Linked DNA regions of Anas platyrhynchos: region 2 is linked to region 1. Evidence: chromatin contacts called from public Hi-C data. All regions are on one chromosome and are shown on one strand. The core of a region is the stretch at or near the end of the contact, and the rest is flanking DNA. Distances in the headings are between cores, read along the strand shown. Region 1 overlaps MATN1 (matrilin 1). Region 2 has its middle 22 kb from the start of LAPTM5.

Region 1 (6,002 bases), core at 1,002-3,501:
AGGTTTTGTGACAATGTCACTTATCATAAGAAGAATAAAAAGGAAAACAGGCAATCTAGCAACAGGAGCAGGGCTCTTGGAGGCTTTGCACTGGTTTAGGGTGTCACCATCCGTGGTGACATCCAGTTCTCACTTACATCAGCTGTCATTTTAATGCTGATGTTAGTAGGGGTAGGATTTCACCACTGCTCTTTGTGGTGGAATGGGAAATCAGAAATCATGCCTGGCACCGACACATGGTGTGACCTTACACAGATCACTTCCTCTCTTTCTGCTTCAATTTCTCCATCTATAAAATGGGGAAAAGCCTTAACCTCCTTAGTTTACCATACTCCTGAGATTCTTAGATGGACAAAGATGCTACAAAAATCCCAGAGGTGCCCTTAGTGTCAGCTGGGGGTTCATGAAAATAGTTTGGCTTGAGCATTAGTTTGCTTATGAAGAATGTAACCTTTACTTTGGTTTCCTTAAGGCCGAGATGCACCATATGTCCCTTAATTAAAACAGTCAGGTCCATGGCAGTTTAACCTTTCCAGCTCAGGAAGAAACAAACTGCACATGAAAAGAATGGCTTGTGTGATCTCAGGAAGAACAGGAAGAGGGGGAGGAGGTGCCATTTCCTTTTTTCTTTAATTTTAGAAATGTGAACCCTTCTTTACTACTCCAGGCTGTTCCACGCGCAGTAGTGATACTGAGCCCGTTTCACACACACCCCTGCTCTCTGCCCCTCTCTGTGCAGGTGGCGATTGTTGTGACCGACGGACGTCCCCAGGATGGAGTGCAGGATGTGTCAGCAAGGGCCAGAGCAGCTGGCATCGAGATCTTTGCCATCGGGGTTGGCCGGGTGGACATGCACACCCTGCGGCAAATTGCTAGCGAGCCCCTGGATGACCACGTGGACTACGTGGAGAGCTACAGTGTTATAGAGAAGCTGACCCACAAGTTTCAAGAAGCTTTCTGTGGTAAGTCCTTGCCACAACCCCTGGGTTCCTAGCCAAAAGTGCAAGTGGCTGCCAGCAAGCTTTTCACAGAAATGTCACATGTGATCATCCTTCACCCATCTGTTTCCTTTTTCCAAGGACTCGGGTCTGCAGAACAAATCAGTATAGCAGAGAGGTGCTCTCTGAAGTTGCTTTTCAAGAGTCTGAGGTTTTGTTTAGGGAATTTCAGGTTTTGTTTACAGAAGTCTCCAGACTTCATTTGCACCCAAGAGTTTGTACACAGGACCCATCTACTACTTGAGGCAGAGAAAAAGAGCCTCAAAAACAGGAGCTTTAAATAGCTAAAATCGTTGCCCTTATGTTTAAGCCTATCTGGGCAGTGCTGACGATCTGGCTGGTAATTTCCCCTGCCAGCATCTTCTGAATTCCCTGTTAAACAAGGGCTGGTTTCACTTGCTTGCTGGAGGCTGAGCCACCTTTGCCTGACTGTGCTGTTATTTCTGCAAGCCCTGTGCAACAGGAAACTCTCCTGGTTGGTACAGTACCTAACACCTATCTGCATAGTGTATAAAAAGAGCCTGACTATCCTACAAACACATATTCACGCCTACACGAACCAGTGAATGGAATGAGAGAGCTTTATTGCTTTCAAACGTACCCAGAAGCTGTAGGAGGTGGTCTATAAATACCCGTTTTGTGTCAGCAAGAGCGGCCTGGGGGCTTCACACGCCCATCCTGCCAAAGCACAGACGTGTGGCAACACTTTTTTGAAAGGTGCAATACACCACAGTGCCTACGGCAAAGTATTGCAAACACGTACACACAGATGGACCTGTAAAACTCTCTGAGACTGATTTCTTCAAGAGGTGTAAAATTTCATGATTCAACTTTCAGCCTACAAATGATGGGGGGAGCAGCTTTTTGTCGAGGAAAACTTCGTCCTCTGTAGGAAGGAGGAAAACTTTGAATATAAAGTGAGTCATGTATTATAATGAGGTGTCACCACAGCAGAAGCTCATGAAAGAAGGGAACAAATACTACATACTAAGGGGAGCAGAGACAATATTCAAGAAGGTGGCATCCAGGCCATGAATATTCGTGGGAGTTTGTGTTGGCTGCCCTGGAGTCAGGAGTCAGCCAGAGACAGGGAGGCCTGAAAATCTGTTTTGAAGTTCTGGCATTGGTGTCATTCAAAAAGAGGAAGAAAAAAATCCTTTCTGGGCCTCGCTTTTCAGATTTGTAACATGCAGCTGACAAAGTTCTCCCCATGGTAAAAACCCTCAGAGATGCATCCAAGGGAAGCACTGTGCTAAGGATTATTACAACTAACAGACAGCAGCACCATATTAACTGCCAAGTGGGTTGTTATCATGCTATGCAAGCAGCTGCACAAAACTGTCCTTGGAGATGTACCCAAACACCACCTGCTATTGCACAGCACAGCTTGTGGAAGCAGTGTGCAGTGGAAGCAGGAGGAGCTGTGCAGCACTGGCCAAGCTGCTACCCCATAATGCTCAACAAACACATGAGAAAAAGTGAGACCTTTAATGATCCAGCTACTAGTTAGACTGATAAGATCTCTGTAGCCTTGAAGGAACTCAACCTGAGAGCCCAGTGTTATAGCCAACTGCATAGCTAATAATATTCCTAATTACATCAGCTACCGTTATATGGCACAATATGCAGGTGCATGAACTGGGAAGGCCAAAAGTACAAAATACATGTAGAGCAGAACACAAACAAATAGAAATAATGAGCAGAATCCCCTTGATTTTGAAAGACTTCCCACCACCTCCTATTATTACAATAAAACCAAAAATGCTCCATTTTCTGCACAGATTTCCATGCTCTTTGTGAATAAATTTGCTACAACCAGATTTGTTTAGCTTCAGATTTGTTTTCCATCATCATTGCTGTAGCCATGACAGTGCTGTCAGTCACTGAGTGCTGCTGGCTCAAACTGCTGCAGCTCAGCTTCTGTTTGCTCAGCATCTTATAGGAGTCAGCTCCAGGTTAAGATCAGCAGGCAGAAATATTTGTAAAGAGTGAGTCTGAAAGTTGTACGTGTGAAGGTAGCTCTGAAGTGAATTCCAAGTATGTTTGGACATGAAGCCCATCCGGGAATGACAGCTGTACCTGGCACTGAACTCACTAATCATAACTGTACTATGTAGCTGGGAAAATGGGTACTGGCCAGCCCAGATGGTAGTTTGGAAACCAAATCTCATCCCGTAGCTTTGGAGAGTGAAGTAGATTATGATATGCCCAACAGACAGATGGTTTTTGCCCTTGTTGTGGAGACTATTTCTAGTCCTGGCTGTGTCTTGGAGTCAGGAGACTTGTCACTATTTCTCCTTGCTTCTTATATCTCAATTATTATCCAAGAGTAATGGCTTCCTGCTGCTTTGTATTGCTGCAGGGTGGGTTTAGTTATCACTCAGCGTATAGGATAAATATCATACCTTCTTCATGGGCTGTGTTGGCTCTGGGTTGAGAAGCCTTGGCAAGGTCCCTGTTTTTAATCTGCATCTTTTCTTGCAGTGGTGTCAGACCTGTGTGCCACTGGAGACCACGACTGTGAGCAGATCTGTATTAGCACCCCAGGATCATACAAGTGTGCTTGTAAAGAGGGTTTCACACTGAACAATGATGGGAAGACCTGCAGCGGTACGTAATGACTTTCATTTGCACTGAGCTGAGCTGTGATCTGTGGTCGTGGGGTAGGGATAAGATTGAGACATGGCACACATGTTCTGCTCAGAAAAATCAGGGAAGGAAACCACAAATGTGAATTGTTGGTGATTTTTGATTGATCAAACATATGTCATGAGCAATAAAATGATACTAGGTTTATATTTTCCTACATAATTAGGCAGTCCCAGTTGCTGTCTCCTTTCTCCCTCCTCTCATATTTTGCTTCAGCTTGCAGTGGTGGGTCAGGATCTGCCCTGGATCTTGTTTTCCTGATCGATGGATCCAAGAGTGTACGGCCTGAGAACTTTGAGCTGGTGAAGAAATTCATCAACCAGATCGTGGAGTCGCTGGAGGTGTCAGAAAAACAGGCCCAAGTTGGCCTGGTTCAATACTCCAGTTCTGTCAGGCAGGAGTTTCCTCTGGGACAGTTCAAGAACAAGAAGGACATCAAAGCAGCGGTCAAGAAAATGGACTACATGGAGAAAGGAACAATGACAGGCCAGGCTCTGAAGTACCTCATTGACAGTTCCTTTTCCATTGCCAATGGCGCGAGGCCTGGGGTCCCGAAGGTGGGCATAGTGTTCACCGATGGACGGTCACAAGACTATATCACCGATGCTGCCAAGAAAGCCAAAGATTTAGGTAGGTCTACTGAATTCTTAGTGGTTTGTTTCTCCCTTCAAGCAAATGCTGCATCTAGTATCAGTCCAGGCATCAGTCATTACCAGGTGTCTCTTACCTAGGATAGAAACAGGATACTATAGAGCAACTTTTCCCAGATGGTGCTTGGCTGTCCATGCACACTCATACAGAACATGGAGCAGCTCTGGCTGGGGTTTCAGATGAACCTTGGTTTGCCAGCAGCTGTTTTGTGCTCCCACAGCTCCTCTGTGTCTTTGATCTAAGTCTGCAGGATGTCTCTTTGCTGGACAGAATGGGGTTTCATACATTTGTTATGGGATACATATTGGTGCAGCATCTCACACAAATAAAAAGGAAACTTCAGGGGAAAGCTGAGGATCTATGCTGTTATTAGTCAAATTCAACCACCATCAGTGGCACTCACAATGAGGCAAAGACAACCAGCAGAGAGCCACATGGAGAATAACAGGAGTTGCAGGGCCAAGCGTGGTTTGGCTGTATCAGCCTTAAGGCCTGTAAAAGAAAAATAAGAAACAATAAAACAATAAACAAAGCAGAAACATGTAATGAGGGAGAAAATGTGGACTCTCTGCCCAAATCCTAGACACACCCAGACACGTTAATAGGAAATTTTCTTTAGTTTCTTATGGAACATTAAAAGAGTACAAAGGCTACATATGGATATATTTAAATGTCTAAATACTGTCAAACATACCTGAGATCTGCCCCTTTGCTGACCTCCTGCTGCACAAGTTCGCAGTCTGCTGCCTCGCCGTTAAATGGATGCAGCCCGTGTGAATACCTTCATGAACTGTTAAATCCTTCACTTCCTTTTAAGTTTGGTCTCAACCACTGGATGTGACTAAGGGCTAGCACATAGCCAATGCAGGTCAAGTACAAGCTTATGAAAAGCTGATGTCTACAAAACAAGTTGACAGGTTATGTGGTTGTTCAGCTCTCATAAAACAAAAGGTCCTCCTAAACTGCATGCATAGAAACAAGACTTCAGGCCTTGTTTCTTCCTCTTCTCTTCTCCCCACGCAGACATCCCCAACAGCTGCTACTAAGTGATTTCACTGGGATAAATAACAAGATGCTTACAACGAGATTCCAAACACGTTCCTTGCACTGTACTTAGGGGAGAAATAAATGGACACAACCAGAGGCAGAAAGACAAGGGAAAAAGGGGAGGAAGGGAAAACATTACCAAAGTCTAGACCTAAACGTGGACAAGTAGAGAAAAATTTCTAAACAGGTGTTAAGTAGCGTTATCATTCAAGTCAAGGGGAAAACTGCAGTTCAGTTCAATAGAAACTGGATTGAAACCAGAGGTGGCAATCAGTCTCTTGGCAGTGAAGCACAGTACCTGGACACATGTTCTTAACTCACAGTACGGGTTGCTTGTGATAGAAAATATGAGTTGCAATTTTAGAAAGCCGTCCAGGTACAATTTTACTGAACCCGCAGGTCTCTGTTGCACAGAGAACTTTGCCACTACATAGGTTGATAATGATTGCTAGAGGCTATTATGAAAACTTCCACCGTTTCCTTTTGCTGTATCATTGCTTCCATATTAGTTGGATGCATGATGCTGTCAAGGTGTTATAATGATCTGTCCTTTCTTGTGTCTCTAAAACATTGTTCTTGTGGTGATAGTGGTCATTATCTGGATAATTCTAGTAAAATTTAGCCTGCAAAATATTTTGGAACTTTGGGTGACCTGAA
Region 2 (5,933 bases), core at 2-2,501, 68 kb before region 1:
AAGTGTTCAAACACCCATTTTAAAGGTCCAAATCCTTATTTTTCTGGTCCAAACCCTCATTTTTTAGGACACAAACCCTCTTTTCAGACCCCTTTTTTAAGGGTCCAAATTGTACTTCTGAGGGCCAAAGCCTTGTTTTTAGGGTTTCAAATGTAATTTGTGGGTCCAGAGCGTCATTGCTATGGTCTAAACCCTCACTATTAAAGGCTTATTACTGGGTGTGAATCCTCATTTCAGGACCCAAAGCCTCCTTTTTGAGTCCAAATTCTCATTTTGAGGGTCCAAAGCCATCTTTTCAGTCCAAACCCTGTTTTGAATGCTCAAATCCTGATTTTGATAGCCCAAAGGTGAATTTCAAGGAACAAAGCCTCCTTTTTTCAGTCCAGCACCCCATTCTGAGGGCTCAAAGCCCCATCTAAAGAACCCGGAACCTCTTTTCGTGTTATCAGCCTCCTTTTTTGGACCAAACCCCCAGTTTGAGGGCCAACTGCCTCACATTGAACAAAGAGGGGGGACTCCAGGCTGTACTGTAGGACACTGGGTGGCTCCTAGGTGCTCCAGAGAGCACTGGGGGGCATTAGGAAGGAACTGATGGGAGGCTCTGGTTTGTACTGGGATCACTGGGTGGGTACTTCAGTGCTCTAGGCATTACTGGTGATCAATGGTAGGTTATTGAGGGGCTCCAGACAGCACTGGGGTGCACTGGGATGTTGATGGAGGGCTCTAGATTGGATACTGGGATTATACTAGCAGGCTTCAGACAGCACTTGAGGCACTGGGAGTGTACTGGGGACCTGTAGAGAGCACTGGAGGTCAGTGGGAATGTTTTTAATGGTTTTAGAAAGCACTAGGGGAGGGCTCTGAGAGCCTTTTAAATGCTCCAGAAAGCACTGGAGGGAGCTTTTGGGGTCTTATAAAGGCTCTAGACAGCTCTGGGGAGCACTGGCAGTGTCTGAAGTGTCTTTAGCCAGCACAGGCGAGCACTGGGAGTCTTTTAAACGCCCCTGGACAGCAGTGGGGGGACCCTGGGTATCTTTTAAATGGCTCTGGACAGCGTGGGGTGGTGCTGGGGGTGTTTCAATGGCTCTGAACGGCATTGGGAGGGGGGCTCAGGCTTTGTTTTAAATGGCTCTGGACAGCAGTAGGGTTTACTGACATTTTTGTCAATGTCTCCGGACAGCAGTGGGGGGGCTGGCAATCTTTTAAATGGCTCTGGACAGCACTAGAGGGCGCTGGGAGCCTTTAAACGGCTCCAGAAAGCACTGGCGGGGGGAGCCCTTGAAGCCCTTGCAGTAGCTCTGGGCAGCACTGGGGAGCACTGGGGAGCACTGGGAGTGTTTCAGGTGGCTCTGGAGCACACTGGGGGCACTTGGCAGTGTTTGAAGCGGATCAGGAATGCCTCGAGGGGATCTGCAATGGCTCTGGGCAGCAGTGGGGGGCACTGCCCCCCAGTAATGGCTCTAGACAGCACTGGGAGATGAGACTTGGGGTGTTTTAAATAGCTCTGAACAGCACTGCGCAGGGCCTGGGAGTCTTAAATGGCTCTGGGCAAGGGTGGGTGCCCTGGGAGCATTTAAAATATCTCTGGATAGCACTGGGGGCATTGGCTGTGCTTTACAGGGCTCTGGACAGCAGTGGGGGTTACTGGGAGTCCTTAAATTGCTCTGTACAGCCCTGGGTGTGGGGGGTGGGCTCACAGTGGTTTACATGGCTCTGGACATCTCTGGGGCACCCTGGCAGTGTTTTAAATGGCTGGAATAGCACCAGAGGGCACTGAGGGTCCTTTAAATGTCTCTAGACAGCACTGGGGGCACTCATGGGCCATGGCCCAAAGCTCTCCAGAAGTGCCTGGAGGCCCCCAGTACCTTCACAGTACCCTCGGGTAAAGCCTAGAGCTCCCCAGTGCTTTTCAAGTGGCCCACAGCACTGTACAGAACCCCCTCAAGCACCATCCCAATGCCCCCAGTACTTCCTAGATCACCCTAGTTTCCTCCCAGTGCCCCCCAGTACTGCCTAGAGTCCCCTAGTAACCTCCCAGTGCCCCCCCCCCCCCCCCCCCCCCCCCCCCCCCGTATTTCCTCAAACCTCCCAGTCCCTCCCAGTTGTCCCTAGAGCAGGACCTCTACTCTAGTGTGTTTTGGGTGTGGTGCTTTTCCACTCTTCCCTCCACCTTCCTCAACCACAGGAAAACATCATTAAGTAAATATTGACACATACAGAAAGACATTTGGGGAATATAGAACTGTGACACACAGTAAGAAAGATGTTCTCTTACACCAAAACCTTCTTGCCAGGCCAAAAGTTTAATGACTGTGAGGTACAGACCTGAATCCTACTCTTTCCACCCAGCTGCTGACAACAGAGCTTTGAATGTACAACCATGGCCCAGAAAACCTCCACGTGATAATGATGGCCATCAGAGCACCCACCTGTTCCTCGATTTAATGTTCCCTGCTTTGTTAAATAATCTGTACTCCAGAAAGCATGCATCATTAAAAGGCATTTTTCCTGGAAAAGTCTTGTCTCCAAGCACTGTGCTCTTCAGTCTGTGGTTTGGTAGTCAAACAGAGGACATAGCTGGTTTGAAGATGTAGGATGAGAGATAGCTTTCATCTCTACATGTGTCAGATTCAGAGTCAGTGAATGATTAGTAGTCACCAAAGGAAACTGGGAGAGAATCCATCCTCTGGATGCTGAGAAGCAGGCAGACAGCCCTTGAAATTCGATTTGTCTCTTCCTAAATCAGACATTGTCATAGATGCAGTCAATTGCCAGGAGGTATCTATTCCTCTCCACTGAGATGACAATGATCAGCTCAGATTAATACATCTAACACATGCCATATCAAGATTCAGCTCTGGATTAAGACACTTGAATAGAGGCATCTACACATAATTGAGGAATCTAAGATCTTTCTGTAGTTGTTGAATGTCCAGAGCTTGATTCTGTTGCTTTTAAATATCTACTACAAATTCAGGTGCTCTAGAACATCCAAGGTGCCTACAAGGGACTGGCTGATTATGGTTCAGGACCTGTAGGAGACAGAGCCTTTCTGGAGCAGCAGTCAGAAGCTAACTGTGATTCCCTTGGGCATGACATGGAGGCGTTGCCACTGGCCAGCTGTACGTGAGCATCTCAGTCAACCCCAGCACAGATCCAGCCCCTGGAGCCTGGAGGACCGAATGGGCATGGTTTGATACCTGAACCCAAATGCTGCAGGGACTGTGTTTGTGACTGTCTCCAAGGATCAAGGTTGGCAACTGTGAGCTGGGACCAGTGGCACTGTCAATGGTTGTGTCTGTGCTGTCTCTAGAGGGTGGGTTTCCCCATGGCCAGCTGGCCTTTACACCTCTGGCGCATCCTCTGTCATGAACACGGGATCCTGTGCTGAAATACGCTGGGCACAGCAGCGTGCTGAGGGCAGTGGGGATCTGTGGCTGGTAGTATCACCTGGATGGCTGTGAGAAAGAGAAGATGGAGCACGTGAGCTTGCACTTGTGCCAAGTGATAGCTTGGGCTTTCACTTCACCTACCTGAAAATCAAGATCTTAGGTTTTTGGCTCTTCAAGACCCATTTGGCAGCTCATGGAGATTTTTAGCCTCGTTTTCCTTCTAGCAATGGACAGATTTGGGAGTGTGGGATTTGTAGGGGGGGATATTTTTGAAACCAACCCACAAAGCCTTTGTTCAAGAATAGGTTTTCTGAACTCTGTAGTCAGCCATTGCGGCAATAAACACAGCTCAGAGGCCTGGACACAGGCAGCATTATTGAGGTGCTATTTATAGAGCTGATGCAGTTTGGGTTTCTGAGAAGACAAAAGCCCTTTTGTGCTATGTACTGCCCCTGATGATGGCACAGAGTCCCTAATCCAGAGAGTGATAGCTTCCTTGGATATTTTTAATACTGGTTCATTTACTTTTAAAACAAACACATATCCACATGGAGGGATGTGAACGTTTAAGTGATTAGAATCTACTGAATAGTCATGAAATCTATATCCAGACATAGCAGCTTCTCAGAGCGCAAATTGCATGAATATATATGAAGTGACTTATTTAAAAGCACTAGTCTCTAATGCCGCTTCTTTCAGCTCGTTTCACACAAAAAGAGAATTGGAGGCTTAAGGTGAAAAATCTATTCTCTTTTATGCTGCCGTAAATCAAAATAGTTAATTTTAAAAAATGTCAAAGTCAGACCTTCAGGTTGTGACTCACCTGGATTCTGCTGCAAAGGATGAAAGGATGTATGAGAACAAAAGGTTGTGTTTTGTTTTATTTTTTATTAAAAAAAAAAAAAAAAAAGAGTCAGTATCCTAGAGTTTAAGAACCAGATGTTTAAAAACTGCTCAGTGCCCACAGTTCACAATGAAAACAATCAGAGCACTCTGCTTCTAGGAGAAGTTGGGCAACATTTTTTAAATGAAAACTTGTTTTTGTCTCTTAAATTAAGTACCAATTTCCAAGTAAACAAAAACATGAAATAGACAAAATCATTTGTTTTGAGATGAATAGTATGCTTCATTCTGTTCCAATCTGAGATGGGTAATTTTGGATGTGATAATAATCTAAAAAGCCTGACTTGTTTAACCTTTCAATTAACTTATTTAAAAGTATAAATAAATTATCTTTTGTCATCTGACTCAGGAAAAAAAAAAGTATTTAGTTATTTCATAAATGAAAGCTCAGGATGTGGCCTCCTTTGGGAATTAGGAGGCACTTGCTGGCTCTGATGGTGCAAGTGATGGCTTGTTGAAGAGTCCTGTTTTGTTCCATGGTGTGGGTGAAAATAGCACCAAAATAGCACTTCTGCAAGGGGGCAATTCAGAGGCAGGGACAGGGTGGGTGTGATGTGTCCCCAGGTGGCGAGTTTCCCTCCTGACCTGCCGTCACCCCACGCATAGATCACTCTGTGTGATGGCATTATGGGATGCACAAACAGCTGCCTGGGATCCTGCCGAAACCACCAAATGCATCTTCCAGCATGAGCTTCAGCAGGGTACGAAATCTGGTCCCTGAGGGGGGAAATGGGAGCGCGGACCAACCCACCTTCTTGCCACAGTAATTTGAAAAATGTTTAATGGGTTATTATTTTTTCCAATGGGGAAATTGCCGCGGTTGCTGTGGGCTGTGGTGGGAGTATATATACATCCGCACACACACATATGTATCTTTATATATTTATGCATATTTAAGTCAGTATCTTTAAAGAACATCTTGAATAGGAGTATAACACAGGCTTAAGTAAGGGGACACAGCAAAGAGAAGAAACGCCTGTAAATTCTCTCGTCTCTGGACATACAGCCAAGGATATATGGATGTCTGGTGCAAACATGCAGAGATGACCTGTTCTACATGGGGAGATCGGGGTGGGGGGAAAATGGAGCTGGGTTTTCCCAGGGTTGTCTTCTTTGGGAAAGTGCTTGTTAGCTGGAATTCAAGGTTTTTGACAGAATGGCTGTGTTTTAATCAATGTTGTCACCTTTACTTGAGGTATAAAAGTAAAAAAGAAAATACAACAAAAATCCTGAACCAGATAGTTTGAACCCTTTGAAATAATAAAGCTTTACCTGATGTTTGGAAGATGTTTCTGAAAATGAAAATTAGTTCAAAGGAGCATTCTGACTCACAGCTGTGTTTGTGTATATATGTATGTGTCTATATATAAAGTTTTGCCCAAACATTTCTCAAAAGTTTAGTTTAGGCAAGTTTTCTTGCCCTGGTCCAGGATCAGAAGTATTCCAATTCCTTCACAAAGATTCCATCACCAGGAAGTAACAAATAGTTCTTGCCTAATTCTAGTGGTTATGACTTCCCTGCTCTGACACTGTAAGTAAAAATGGAGCAGGAGTTGTGTGTGTGAGTGTCCTGGCAGCCTCGCAGACCCGCAGCCTCCCTCTGTGCCCTGCCTCGGAATGGTGACAGCTGCCCGGGAC

What was found. A called contact is a pair of places that touch in the nucleus more often than the background predicts.
Region 2: a contact with region 1 is called in a Hi-C map of F1 follicle, with 2.8 times the contacts expected there. The contact joins two enhancer-like sites. A contact is called at or near these places in 5 of 8 Hi-C or Micro-C datasets (F1 follicle, liver, skeletal muscle and 1 more).

The regions. Positions count from the first base shown.
Region 1 is chr24:5,306,625-5,312,626 of IASCAAS_PekinDuck_T2T, reverse strand. MATN1 (matrilin 1) reads left to right here. Exons shown (of 8, transcript XM_005015446.6): 3 at 740-962; 4 at 3,483-3,608; 5 at 3,864-4,277. Among named protein-coding and RNA genes, the nearest start is that of MATN1, 12 kb to the left of the region's middle. Within about 2 kb of position 2,251, at least 2 of the 8 cell types and tissues checked have an H3K27ac peak or open chromatin away from gene starts, as enhancers often do.
Region 2 is chr24:5,373,724-5,379,656 of IASCAAS_PekinDuck_T2T, reverse strand. No RefSeq gene overlaps it. Among named protein-coding and RNA genes, the nearest start is that of LAPTM5, 22 kb to the right of the region's middle. Within about 2 kb of position 1,251, at least 2 of the 8 cell types and tissues checked have an H3K27ac peak or open chromatin away from gene starts, as enhancers often do.